Regions from separate parts of the Drosophila melanogaster genome. Here region 2 is linked to region 1. The links are chromatin contacts, called in public Hi-C maps. All regions are on one chromosome and are shown on one strand. The core of a region is the stretch at or near the end of the contact, and the rest is flanking DNA. Distances in the headings are between cores, read along the strand shown. Region 1 holds the start of fig (fos intronic gene). Region 2 holds the start of CycG (Cyclin G).

The links. A called contact is a pair of places that touch in the nucleus more often than the background predicts.
Region 2: a Hi-C map of the S2 cell line shows a contact between it and region 1, with 2.2 times the contacts expected there. A contact is called at or near these places in 1 of 107 Hi-C or Micro-C datasets (the S2 cell line) and 1 of 7 datasets of targeted methods (the Kc167 cell line).

What each region holds. Positions count from the first base shown.
Region 1 is chr3R:29,779,030-29,781,729 of dm6, forward strand. fig (fos intronic gene) reads right to left here and starts at 1,423. Exons shown (of 1, transcript NM_143467.4): 1 at 244-1,423. The coding sequence starts at 1,327. The coding sequence ends at 383. All of the region lies in intron 1 of kay (kayak), which reads left to right.
Region 2 is chr3R:31,609,696-31,612,395 of dm6, forward strand. It overlaps CycG (Cyclin G), which reads right to left and starts at 1,283. Exons shown (of 6, transcript NM_001276217.2): 1 at 1,186-1,283. Med (Medea) reads left to right here and starts at 1,351. Exons shown (of 9, transcript NM_170560.2): 1 at 1,351-2,049; 2 at 2,284-2,552; 3 at 2,639-2,700. The coding sequence starts at 1,986.

The sequences.
Region 1 (2,700 bases), core at 173-2,672:
CAGCTGCGGTCGCGATAGTAGAAAAGCAATTACGGAATTTCACAATAGCTGAATGCATAATAAGTTAATACTAGTGTTACCTGTTGTACGCCGTAATTAGCCGTTTAAATAGTTAATTTTTAATTATTTTGTTTAATATTACGATGATATCACGACTTCTGATTAGGGGGAATATTAAGGCTAAACTTAAAGGCAACACTGCGTATGCTTAATATGCTAATAAAAATGCCAAAATGAGAATTTGTCACTGGAGGTTTCTATAAATATGCCAGTTTATGTATGTATTTCAAAACCTATATCTGTATAAACAAAGTATATTTGGGTTTCTATCGCCAACTGCTGATGGACACGGACTAATATTTGCCGCAGACACCCGACATGACTAGGCATTTGGCACCTCGACGCTGGACAGGATTAGGGTGATGTCATCGGGTTTCCCGCCGCCGGAGTATGAAACATTGTGTTGCCTGGCCTTGATGGCGAATGGTGATTGGAAACTGGCATTCATGGACAGTTCCCTGGCCTTCTCCACCACCCGGCTGGCGCCCACAAGTAGATCGTGCTCTCCACGCTCCTTTAGGCCATTCAATATACTGAGCAACATGCTCTCGGGCATGTTATCGAACAAGCCATCGGTGGCCAGGAGCACCAGGTCACCGGGTAGTAGGGAGTGCCTCGTGGACACGGCCATTTCCGGCTTGTCGCAGTAGTAGCTCTCCTTCCGATCCTCCGGCGGCACTGTCAGCTGATAGGGCGTGTTGAAGTCGTGGGTTTGCTCCACTGAGCGGTGCAGCACCCGTCCATTTCGCACCACCAAGAAGCCGCTGTCCCCCAAATTGGCGGTGTACAGGGTGCAGTCCTTCCGATGCATCGTCGCCAGGCAGGCAGTGCTGCTACCCACAACAGGATGCTCCCGGTGGGACAACTCCTGGAAGCCGGCGATGAGCATGTTCCGGGGACTGCGTCCATCGAAATCCGATAGCTGCGTCTGCCCGGAACAGCAGCTCATCAGCTCCTTGGCGAAACGACCCGCATCCACGCCCAAGTCCCGCCAACCGCCCACGCCGTCGGCCACGCCCATCACCTCGGCCAGCGGCGTGGAGCTGACGAACCAGCTATCCTCGCCGAAACGCTGATTGGACCGCTCTCCCGGAAATCGCGGCTTCTTCGATCTTCCCTGCACCACCGTGACGAGATAGGGATCCCGCGAGGATTTACCGGATTGAGGCGGACGCTCGAAGCGGCCGGACAGTTGGGTGAACTGGTGGATCTGGTGGACCGAGAAGCGTTTCAGCAGGAGCGGCCAGTTTCTCAAACAGGTGATCATTTCTCTTCGCTCTTAGGCACTGGAATTTGAAAAAAACTAAGTTTTGGGAAATTTACTTCAACGAGTTGGGTTTGAATATTCACTTTACTTATGTATGAAAGTTCCAAAAATGTAACAGCTACAGTTAAACAGCCTGCTTACATGTATATTATATTTCAATAAATATTTTGCTATAGCCACCCATCGACTAGAATAATACCATGAAATCGTACACTTTCCACGTAATTGGAGCAAAAGGGCACTTTGTAGTTATAAAAATTATTAATCACAACGCAATTGCCAACTTGGGTTTCTGTTTACACCATAAACATTGGTTAATCGTAAGGCCCAGATACGAAAACCATACACTCTAGATGGGCTGGCACGGTCTGTTTTTCCTGGCATTTGTCATAGGTAGATTTGATTTCTTTGTTCAATCTTATCTGGATGGAGCCTACGACACTCTGGACTCCGAATGGAAATCGGAATCGAACCCCCATCATCACCGGAAGTTTTGATCACGCTACGGAACTGCAAATGTTATCGCCGTGGATTTTCTTATCGGCCCAAAGGAAAACAATACGCAATGATAACTTTATTTTAAACCCCTGATGTAAACGCCTTTCAGATACGGCGTCTTATCATGTTATACCCAAACGCATTCGTTGGAATCGCTCATTATTCATTATTTGATTTGTTTTTTTTTTTCTTCGTTCGTTGTGTTTGCCAAATTGTTAAATTGTCGGTAACTCTAAGGTCCGACTTCCTGTCCAATGCTCGATACGTGATTCTGGCCAGCAAGAGCTGATCAGACTACTCTATCAGCTCTAGCTTCCGAGCTGGAAGAGCTCGGAATTCGTATCTGAAACTGGAAGCGGAGACGTCAGAAGGTCTTATCACCTTAGTTCCTTTTTTTTTGTGACGTTATGAAAAAAAAAAATGCGAAAAGTATTTCCTGCAGCGGCTACTGTTCCGGAATATGTTTTATCGTGGTTAAAATGATATTACTAGCAACAATTATTGGACATTATGCTACCGAAATCGGGGTTTTACCCAGCATTCAAATTTGTTCTATCGCTAGTAGAGCTCTTTAAGCACAGGAAACTCAGACAAAAACAACACACGATTTTGTTTTCATTTCATGTGTAGAAATTTTCTGAATCACTAAGATTCAGGCCAGGCTTAACTTAAAGCGAATCTTGAATTGGAAACCGAGCTTCTGATTCATGGCGATAAGGGTTGCGTATCAAGCGAGGCTTTAGATTTCGTGGGTTCCTATAGATTTGGGTCATTTATGTAGTTCTTGGCCTGATCCTGCACACTAATTGACTGTGAATTTCGCTCTCTCGTTGCAGGTAAGTAGAGCAGAGACCACAGAGCTAAGTGGAGCCACA
Region 2 (2,700 bases), core at 33-2,532, 1.8 Mb after region 1:
TGTACGTTTGCACTTGGTCCTTTTCAATTTCTATTTTCTATTCCTAAGCAAACAAACACATTCAAACACTCGCGCTCGCAAAAACGGTACTTCTCCGCTTTGTTGTTTTTTTACGAATGAAGAATATTGTGAGCGACCAGTGTTACCAGTAGGCCTACAAGTTCCACAGATTTGGTGCGAACTGAAATTTGTACTATAAAATACCCTAAGCCAGCGGAAGCGATAGTCCCTCACTATCGATGTGTATGTTATTCGATTCTCTCTGTTAACTAACATTTCGCTGTAATGTTATCGAACCCTAATAAGCCCGCAATAATTCTTTTTTGATGTCGAACAATTTTGAACACCGAACTCAAATAAGCCCGCAATAATTCTTTTTGGTGTCGAACAATTTTCAACACCGTAAGCCTGATAGGGATTAAATAATAACTTTATGCTTCTGAATGCGGGATGTAGACAATTTTATGACAAGTGATTTAATTAGTTAGGGAATTAAAAAATATGAGGGCAACAAATCCTCGAAGTTAAATTGAGTTCCCAAATTACTATTACAAATGGAAGCTTCTGTTTTGGCAGGGAATCGCAAACTTCCCACACATAATTTCACAATCAATGTCATTGCCAAAATATAAACATATTTACATATGTACGCCGCAAATCGAAATTCCGTTCAGATAAGCGTTGAAATTACGCATTTTGATAAGATATTTTGAAGATGGAAACTACGCAGCAAACTGTTTTACAAAAGCCGGAGAAATGCATTTCCGGCGAAAAGGAAATTCGTTACTGTTGCCAAGTGAACATTTTCAAGAGAAGAGGGGAAGGGGGTGGTCTATTTCAGGCCCCACTACACACACATGCATATTTCTAGAAACAACCTGTCACACAAACGACTCATCAACGGCAATTTTTTATGAATGAATTTTAGCAATTAAAGCAATGGAAAGAAACTTTTCAATGGGAATGCGAAAACATCAATTAACTTGTTGCACAAGATGTTCAGCCTTCGATTTTCCCCAATCTCAACGATAAGAAACTTTCCTCAATTTCGTCACACACACACACACATGCGAATGGGAAAAAACGCGTGGCGATTGATTTTCGGCCTTTCAAAAAGTTCGTTTTACGCACTGAACAGCCCGCGAAATGAGTGTAAGTCGGTGTAACAAATCTCATGGCACTTACCCGGATGCCTCTGCGTTTTGATCAGTATCTGCTTTTCTTGCTTCTTATTTCCAAAAAATATAAACTTATTCTCAAATCAAATCTTCGAGAACTGACCAAACTAGGTGTTTGTAAAAATCCAAGGTAGGTATTTCGCGCTTTGCCCATCTGGCAACGCCCGCCCATGTTGTATCGCGAAACGGTCACTCTGCACAGCCGCAACAAAATAAAAAAGGAAAAAAAGGCAAATTGGCTGGAAAACTGGATTTCGTCGGGCGGAAAATTGTACTTTCGAGTTTCCCAAGCAGCCAATTAAGTGCAAACTATGAAATTCCACGAAAAACAGTAAAAGCCAGTCTCTACCAAGGATTTGAGCAGGAAACTTCTCGCTGGGCGTGTGTGTGTGCAGTGCGTGTGCCAGTGTGCGTAAAGAAGGAGGTGGAGAAGACGAAGGAGAGGAGAGTTTTCGCAGGGAAATTACGCCAACTTTGTGGGAGTTCAAGTCGAGTTAGTTCAGCGCGCGCGTGTGTGTGTGTATGCGTGTGTGCAACACCCCCCAAGCCCACTCACACAAAGCCATCCAGCCGCCGTTTGTTTTGTGCTCACATTCGCGTGCCGCCTTTGTTTGGCTTTTCTTTGGCCAGTGATTCTACGCCTTGTTTTTGCCCGCCGCCGGCTTCGATTACGCCTGCTCCAGCCACCGTACGATCCCCACTCCGCTCTCCGCCGCTCACGATCCCCATTCCGGATCCGGATCCAGCAACAACGCCGCCGTGGATGCCCATGCTCGCACTCTGGGCTCGCTCGCCCAGGACTTTGGCATGGGCGGCGGCTCGGGGGCGTGTCCGCCCGCCCACATGTACGGCGCCGTAGCCCCGCAGGACAGTAAGTGAAGTTCTCTAGAGGAGCAGCAGTCATAGTGAACTCCTTTTCGAGTTGTTATTCTAAAATCGATTTGTGGCCAAGTATTGTGGACAATCCTAAATCTTACCGTAGCATTATTATTTACTGTTGATAAACTTGAAACTCTTTGAAATTTAAAATGAAATTGGATTGAGCTGTACAGTATCCGTTGATCTACTAAAAAAACTCAGAGCTAATTACCCCCACCATCTGCAGTAATTGTCCGGGACATGGTGCAAATGCCGCCGCCGCCCTCGAACGCCCCCACATCGGCGGACGCCTGTCTGAGCATCGTCCACTCGCTGATGTGCCATCGGCAGGGCGGCGAAAGCGAGGGATTTGCCAAGCGAGCCATCGAGTCGCTGGTCAAAAAGCTCAAGGAGAAGCGCGACGAACTGGACTCCTTGATCACGGCCATCACCACGAACGGAGCCCATCCCAGCAAGTGCGTGACCATACAGCGCACCCTCGATGGTCGCTTGCAGGTAGGTTGAGTCTCTCAGACTTTCTGCATCGAATTTGATAATGTGTATAAGCAATGAACTTACCACTTTACCATTCTCTATCGAAGGTTGCTGGACGCAAGGGTTTTCCGCACGTCATATACGCCCGGATTTGGCGCTGGCCTGACCT